Regions from separate parts of the Mus musculus genome. Here region 1 is linked to region 2. Evidence: chromatin contacts called from public promoter capture Hi-C data. All regions are on one chromosome and are shown on one strand. Each heading gives the region's core, a stretch centred on a gene start, on an enhancer-like site or on the middle of the called end of the contact. The rest is flanking DNA. Distances are from core to core; before and after follow the strand shown.

Evidence for each region. Promoter capture Hi-C pulls out the DNA fragments that hold promoters and counts their contacts.
Region 1: a contact with region 2 is called in a promoter capture Hi-C map of hippocampal neurons, with 4 times the contacts expected there. The contact joins two enhancer-like sites. A contact is called at or near these places in 1 of 39 promoter capture datasets (hippocampal neurons) and 2 of 484 Hi-C or Micro-C datasets (the N1E-115 cell line and embryonic fibroblasts).

Annotation. Positions count from the first base shown.
Region 1 is chr6:98,511,273-98,515,790 of GRCm38.p6, forward strand. No RefSeq gene overlaps it. Among named protein-coding and RNA genes, the nearest start is that of Gm32783, 4.1 kb to the right of the region's middle. Within about 2 kb of position 3,204, at least 22 of the 459 cell types and tissues checked have an H3K27ac peak or open chromatin away from gene starts, as enhancers often do. A contact at or near this core is called in hippocampal neurons, where this site is marked.
Region 2 is chr6:97,759,228-97,763,313 of GRCm38.p6, forward strand. No RefSeq gene overlaps it. Among named protein-coding and RNA genes, the nearest start is that of Gm24565, 31 kb to the left of the region's middle. Within about 2 kb of position 2,309, at least 5 of the 459 cell types and tissues checked have an H3K27ac peak or open chromatin away from gene starts, as enhancers often do. A contact at or near this core is called in hippocampal neurons, where this site is marked.

The DNA of each region.
Region 1 (4,518 bases), core at 1,954-4,453, 750 kb after region 2:
CTTTAGCCATTTCACAGTGTGTATACAGGCCAAACATGCTGAATGTGCATGAATGTATGTAGCTGTTAATTTTTTTAATAATAAAAAGGTAGAGAAATCTAAAAAAGTTTCCTTAATATGAGTCACAAGTGTATAGGTCCTTTGTGTGTGTTTGTGTGTATGTGTGTGTGTGTGTGTGTCTGTCTGTCTGTCTGTCTGTCTGTCTGTCTTCTGTCAAAAATTTAAACTTCCATTACCAATCCAGAGGTCCCAATTAAACTTTCCAAAGTACAACCTATACCCAAAGTTAAGCATTTTACCATAACAGTGACTAAGACTAAACATGCTAACCTACCGCTTAAGACATAAATCAGTTCCTTAAACCTGAGGAGTCGGGTGACTGTCTGAAACACTCAGATTGGTTATTTTTCTTTTCTCATGTTGGGTATGACAAGGAAAAGATGAGACAAATATTTGTGGAATAGCTATAATGAGGCAGGCTCTGTTACAAACATGCTCGCATACATCAGAGGTCACTGCGGGAGGCTCCTGGGGCCTGTGTGGCTGCAGATGTGTTTTCTTTGGCTTTCGCCATGCTTTAAGTTTGAATTAATTGCCAAAAAGTAAAAATTGGGAGGTTTCACATAAAAGCCCGGATTTCCAGCTTCCCGGAAAATCTGGCAATCCCAGGTCTGAGGGTTTTTTTTTTTTTTCCCCCTACTGGGGCAAAAATATACTGAGTAGAGCTGAAAGGAACAGCTGCCTGTAGAGAAAAGCAAAACTACTCCTCTTTGTCTCAAGCAGGCTCACGGTGTGTCAGCATCATGTCCCTGGCCCACTTTCCTCATCCATGGTACCCATCCAGGTACAGGATGATTTTTCCCACCATCCATTCTGAGAGCCATCAACTTCCTTGATGCTCAGTCATCCTACGGATGCTTTGTTATTGATAGTTTATTGGAAAGTGAACATAGGGGAATCCTTGTGTCTCCCTTGGGTCATACTGTCCTTGCCAGCATTGGTGTTCACATTTGAACCCTGTGGCTCTGCTCTTCCTGACTTGAGATAGTCAAAGCCATGGGCCTCTCACTGGTCAACCACACAACAGCTTCCTTCCAGAGCTTCCAATGGACGGAACAGGTACATTAAAAGTACCTTTGGAGCATACACGGGCTTGTCCATGGCCCTCGATATATATGTTAGCGGAGGACTGCCTTGTCTGGCCTCAGTGGGAGGGGATGTGCTTGGTCCTGTGGAAGCTTGATGACCCAGAGAAGGGGTACCCTAGAGGGGTGAGGTAGAGTGGATGAGGGTGGGGGAGCACCCTCTCAGAGGCAAAGGGAAGGGATATGGGGTTGGGGGCTCATAGAGGTGGAACCTGGAAGAGGGATAACATTTACATTGTAAATAAATAACATAACTAATAATAATGGGAAAAAAGTGCCTTTGAGCCCTCATGGAAAGTGACTCATCATCTACAGACCACTGACCTTCACAAATAAAAATGTAAGTACCTGTAACCACAGAGATTTCATCTCTCCTTCCTGGTCCAGATCTACAAACTGTGATGTCTTTTCCTGCTCAGGGACATGAGCTGAGCAGGGCCCTAAGGCTACATTTGAGCTGAATGGATGAAATTACACCTGAGAAAGTGACCTGGGTAATGGTGTGTGTGTGTGTGTGTGTGTGTGTGTGTGTGTGTGTGTGTGTGTGTGTGTGTGTGTGTGTGAATTGATTAAGGCATACTTTTTCCTTTGTGGTAATATCACTCTGCTCTTAGGAGCTCTTTTTATTAGTGTTTTCTTTTTCCAGCGCTGACTTTTTTAAATATATCTTTCCATAGTCCATGACTATCATAGCAACAAATAACTTCTAAGCAAGTTTTTTGTTGGTTTTTTTTTGTTTGTTTGTTTTTTTACTTTCTATCTAGATATGCATTTGCTCTTTCAAATTGAAAGCCCTTTTCTTTATTGTTCTTGCTATTTAGGTTTTAAGGGGAAATGTCATTAAGACAATGTAAACAGAAGGTAGCTGGGAGAGAGATTAACATACAGTTGTGTCATGAACCCAGGAAAACAGTGAAGCGAATCTCTCTGTAGGGATCCAACTGCATTGTTGAAAAGGAAGGCAACAAGCAGTGTGGGCTGAAGTCATGTGACTCCCCAGGAGCCAAGAAGAGAAGCTGACTCACATGGTGCAAAGGGGACTTCTGTCTCTTCGGGAAAATCAGTTCTTTCTTTTTAGTTAGCTTGCAGAGTTGCATGTTTCCATGTGGTATCATAATTACTTCAGTGTGATTGACAGAAGCCCTAAGTCTCAGGGCTCCCCCTCCCATCTATCACCCGTGCCACTGAACACTCTCTTCTCCCAGAGTCCTCTTCCATGTCTGCAACAGACCAATGCTGCATTATCTTCCCTACATCTCTATTTTAAACCTCATTCCAGGGTTATGGTTTTAAAGGGACAGAGCACAGAGTGCAAGGGTGGAGAAAAGGGTAGGGAAGAAAAGCGAAAGTTGGAGAATAAAGACGAATTTTAATGCAACTCAAGAATGAAAGACTCCACCCACCCACTCCTCCTCCCACAATATATTGAAGGAAAGAAAATTGTCAAACAATGTTTAAAGGTGAAGGAGAAGAAGAAGAAGAAGAAGAAGAAGAAGAAGAAGAAGAAGAAGAAGAAGAAGAAGAAGAAGAAGAAGAAGAAGAAGAAGAAGAAGAAGAAGAAAAGAAGAAGAAAAGAAGAAGAAAAGAAGAAGAAGAAGAAGAAGAAGAAGAAGAAGAAGAAGAAGAAGAAGAAGAAGAAGAAGAAGACTGTAGCAAAGCTATTCACAGGGACTACTTGTGGTGTTGGAGATTTGGGAAGAAAACCCAGGATTTTTGGACATCGCTCAAATGCAACAAGAATAACCCAGAAGACACTGTGTCTTGATCATTCAAAATAACATGAGTAAGCAGTAGTGGGTGGTAAATATCCTGAACTCAATGCTGGCAAGACCTGACTCCGTAGCCATCCACAAGAGAGAAAAATCCTTTGATGGAAAAAGTAAGGACAACGGAAGATTTGGGGAATAAATAAATGAATAAGTGCCTTTGAGAAAGAGTGTGTGAAGAGCACAGTCAGAAAAGAGGGAACAAACCTTCCCCAACCCCGGGTCCCCGCCAGCTCAGCATCTACTCCTTCCTCCTCAGTTAAATGAACTGTTAAAAGGCGCAAACCAAAGCTGCAGCTACTGCGCCAAAAATAACTTGGGAGTTGGGGCAGATGGCTCCACCTCTCCATCTGATCCCAGCACATCCATCACCTCCCCTTCACTCACTTGCAGGGCCACGGAGGAAAGCAGGCTCCGGGAACAGCCAACAGAGCAAGAGAAGGCTGGAGAAGCCACTGTGCTTGGGCTGCCTACATAGCCTTGTTACTAATGCCAAGGTAGACACCTCTGCTTTCAGATTTGCAGGAGTGTGCTGGAAGTGAAGCTGCCTTCTTTCTCACTAACACGCATCCCTTGCTGGCTGGTAATGTGCCTCGTGGAACATTCGATCTGGGAATGTAAGCATCCATCACACAGTCCTGAGGCTGCCGAGATTAAAAGCTAGTGAAGGGGAAAGGACCCACATTTGGGGAATGACATGAACCATTGAGCCACTTTCTCAATCACTTGGGGTGTCTTTCCTATGAAAAGATAAAGAGGAATGCTGGTCCCCTGACCACATCATTATGTGAGGCACTAGTTCAAAGTTGCCTTCTGGCCCTTGTGCAATAGAAAAGACACAGAGCTGCAGCCACACTGGGGGTGGGGACAGCAGCCAGCTACTCTGAATGGGAAATACCCAGAACTGAATTGTGGTGAGTCCAGGGTGTCTCTGGGAATGTGTGTGTACATTCAGGTCCCAAAGACTCATACAAAGGCAACGACAACCTATTAGCATTATCCCGAAGTACTTTCTTGATCACAGGGACCAAGTTATTTTTTTAAGCTGGAAAAGAACCAAGTATAGGAGCCTCAAAACCAGAAAGTGACAAAATAAGATGCCAGCAACCCTACCCTCCAAATCCATCAACAACAAGTAGCTCAAGACTGACTCTTGCTTCCTGTCAGGGGGACATGAAAAGAGATAGAAGCAACTGACTCCTCATTCAGCCAAGGGGAACTCTGCAGGCCAACGCTATAGGATTCTTTGTTTCCTCAGGAGACAGAACTTAAATTATTATACAGAATTTTCTGAATTTGAAATGTTGGCAACTGTTTATATATTTTTAAATTAAACTCTGGGCAGACAAACAAATACATTTGTATGCTAAAGGCAGCTTGCTGGCTGCAAGCTGGGGAACTTTTAGTTACATTTGGTAATTTCAGCTAGACAACGTGCAAATATATATATTTAAAAAATGGCACTTGGGAGAGCTCAGTCTGTAGTGAGGACTTAGTTCCATCTCCAGAGCCATGTATAAAAGCCAAGTATGGTGGTATATATTTGTAATTTCAGGACTTGGGAGGTGGACAGTCCGTGGGGCTTGCTGGCCAGCTAGCATCATAGA
Region 2 (4,086 bases), core at 1,059-3,558:
TGACTCCCCTGGGTTGGAATGCTCTGCAAGAAGTGTGGCCCGATTTTTTTGTTCATTTGTGACTGTGTTCTCCTTCTCCTCCTGTGTGAGCCTCTCAGAGCCTTAAAAGCTTGGATTCATCACTCTGTGGATGAGTGACCTTGGATGTAGCCTTTTGGTCTTAGTTTTCCTGTCCGTAAGCAAAGGAAAACTACAGCTGTCTTTGTGGCCACTGGACACATGGATCGAAAAGTCTTGGGGAAGTCTCAAGGGACTGTCTGTCCTGCGGCATGTGCCAACAGTAGATGGCGCTCCTTCTCCTTTGCCAAGACAGAAAAGGTTAAAGGACCAGAAGAGTTGAGTCTTCCATAAAACAGTATGAAGGTACCCATATTGGCATTCAGTCTTTTGCCTCTAAGGTCAACACAGATGTTGGTCTCAGCCTTCAGCCAAGTCCCTATCCCAGGCTCTGATTGGGGGAAAATCTATACACTGTAGTGGTTTAAATGTGACACACATTTTGTGAGCTCCTGTGTTTGAATACTCGATCGCCAGCTTGTGACACCATTTGGGGAGGATATAGAAAATTTTGGAGGAAGTGAAGCCCATGGAGATGTGGGTGAGCAGTGTCTATGTCATGCCTTTGCTCCTGTAGCCAACGCCACTCCCACCCCATCAACACCGATGCCTTACTTCCCATGACACACTATACTCTCAAATGGTGAGCCCAGTCTCTTAAGCTATTCCTGTCAGGGGTCTGTCACCTGCACAAGAAAAGTCCTTATTAAGTTGGCCATTACTCATACTGTGAACTAGGCAGGATGCCGCTGCAGGGGAAGGGATAAACTTACCACAGCATGTCTAATATGGACAAGAGAGGCTGGGTTGGGTGGCTTGAAATGGGTGGGGATCTTCTAGTATACAAGTGAAAATGCTGTCATTGTAGAGAGCAAGGGGAGTGTGGATCCAGACACCATACTTCAGATTTAGCTCATTTTAAAGAGCAGATGGAAGCCGTGTGATCGTTCATGTCTATAATCCCAGCATTTGGGAAGCAGAGGGAGGGGCATTGGTGTGATTTCCTTTGAGGTCTACTTATTAAGTTCTAGCCCATACTGGGCTACAAAGTGAGGCTGCAGGTTAAAAAAAACAAAAAAAAAACAAAAAAAAAACTGGAAACAGATTAGAGCTCTGTGGCAGAGTGCTCACTCAGCAAATGCAAGGGTCGGGGTTCAAGCTCCAACACTACAACAAACAAACACACAAAAACAAAACAAAAGCAGCTGGGATATCCTCGACAGTGTACCTGCTTTGTCACATCAGAAAACGAAGGTCCTTGGCTCTGTGACTTCTAAAACAGAGACATTTAGCATATAGGAATGAAGAGGCTGCTATGTTAATTTAACGTGAGGGATTGTGATCTAAAACCACAAATGGACCCAAGAAGTAAGCAGTGGGCAAGGCTGGGTTATGCAGCCATGGTTCTGGGAGGGACTTCCCAGTGGCAAATACACATTTGGGTGGATGTCTAGTAAATTATAAAGTCTAGGCAGATTTGCTTGCTTGTCCTGTGAATAAGAGAGAATTCTTTCTGCCTTCTTCAACCTTCACTATGCCAAGTCACACATTTTCCTGTCCTTATAAACTTCATCGGGATGGACTATGAAGTCTTCCATACACCTACTCCTTCAGTAGAAGGCAGAGAGGGAATGTCGGAGCATGAGACAAGTTTCACATCACAGCAGACAGGAAACCCGAGGAGGAGATAGCTGCTCGAAGCTGCTATTGTCGGTTTGAGAGTGAGTGGATAGCAAAATCATAACCTCTTAATTCTCAGTGGTCAAACATCATCTTTATTGAATAGGTGAGCATGTTGCTACCTGGGAAATAAGAATGACTGGTTTCAAAGTGGGATCTGAAACTAATTCTGTTACATGGTAGGACTACCCGCAACTAACTATTTATCATCCTTATCTTACCCCTGATCTTCAGAGGAGACAATAGATTTTTCCTTCCCCATTTTACTTACCTTCAAAATCCACTGTCCCACCAACCACCCAATGCAGCCAATCAGTGCAAAGAGCACAGGGAAACTTTAACACCAAGAGGGGGGCAGGGCAGGTGGGCTGTACTCAATAGGGCAACACAGAGAGGCAATCAATGTCATTTGAATATCATATGTGGAGGAAACAATTATGAAGCCCAGGGAATTGTCCCAAGACTGGTTTGGCATTGAAATTCCGGGCTGGAAGACCTGGAGGCCTCAGAACTGTGTCTGTGAAATTCCACAGGGAGGCAGCATGCCCTCATGGTGTCTATAACCTGAGGGATTTAGGATGCTAATTTTTGCTTTCACGGGCAGCAGAAAGCCTCAAAGAATCTCGGGCTCACGTGTCTATCCAGGCCCTTCTCTTTCAACATTTCAAAGCACAGCTGGATGCTGGGGGCACAGCTTTGAGAATTAAGGACAGCAATGACACTGTTCCCACACTGGAACCCAATGTTTTATGTCATGTAACCTCCCTGCAATCCCTGAGCATCATCTGGTGTCCTGTCATCATTTCTCACCCAAGGACACTATGGCTCAGAGTCATGTCACCATGTGAACTGGGAACCTTGATTTACTGTATTTTCTTTGGAAAAGTCTTTGGACCCTGCGGTGATAGAAGGAAGGAGTCTTCCCAGATTGGCTCTGTGAAATCATTGCTTACTATTTGGATGCAAACTTGAAAGACCAACAGCAAAATGGTGGTAGTAATAGTTGGTATTTAAGAACAATGCCAAGCACAATGGCGAGGACTTTAAATATGTTGTGCCACTTAATCCCCCAAACTATGCGTACTGTCCCAAAGGTAGTTGTGTGCTCAGAGCAAGCAGGCTTTGTATACATTCTTGCTTTAATCTGTGTTCTTCTCCGCAATGATTATTTTGCTCAGTGCTGTGACCAAATATCTGATGAAAGCAATTTAATGGGGGAAGAATTATCTTGCTTCATGGTTTGAGGGTGCATCTCTTGGCAGGAAATTCATGGTGGTAGGAACATGGGGTATGTTGTTGGTTATTTCTTCCCTGCCCCTTTCTTGTCCTCCCAGAAATTCTATCACTATTTATTCTGTTGAATTTATCTTCTTGATGGTAATATGATTAAGCACATATTCAGAGATGAGGAGATGGTTAATTTTGCTTATATTCCGTTCCTTCTCCTTCCCTCCTTTCTCTGTACACGCTTCCTTTTCATGGAATTTCTAGCAGTTGTGTTTCTCTTCAGTCCTGCCTTTAGACAGGGTCTTTATTCACATTTGTACCTAAAGTCTCTGAGATTCTTTTCTCCCACTGGAAAGGTAATAATGAACACATATTGGTGCATGCATTTTACCGCCTTAAAGCTTAATGCTTGGCAATGGCTGCTCAGTTCTACCTACCTACTGTGTTCCCAGTTGTGCCTACTATGGTCCCACTTTATAAGGAAAAAAAAGCTTTTATTCATTACATTTTTTAAGATTTATTTATTTTATGTGTATGAGTATTCTTCTAAATATGTATGAGAAAGGGACATAAGATCCCCTGGGGCTACAGTTATAGATGGTTGTGAGCCACCATGTAGGTTCTGGGAACTGGACTCAGGACCTGTGGAAAAACAACCGATGTTCCTAATCACTGAACCATCTCTTCAGTCCCTATAAATCAGGACGCTAAGGCAGTAGAGCTTCAGGGACTTGCCTGAGAGCACATGGTCAGCATTCACACTTTATTCCTGGAGTTCACAGACTTGCTAACCCTCTTCAATGGGAGTGGGGTAAGGGAAGGATTTGATGTTGTAACATATTTATAATTCAATACTGAATGCATGTGGGACAGTAAAACTTGTGTGCCAGGAAGCTTGGTAAGGTAGAGCAGGTTGAGACCCGGAGATTCGGTGGGCACACACCTGAGACTTAGGCGACTCCATGCTCCCTGCAAGATTCCTGTCCTGGAACACGTGTCACACCCCCCACATAAGGAAATGTGACTTGTGATCTTGTAAGCTCAGAACAGAATTCTCCATGCTAATGAGGTACCTAGAGGCCCTCAGAGCTTAGCCAGGTATGTCCTTCAGATGCCAAACCT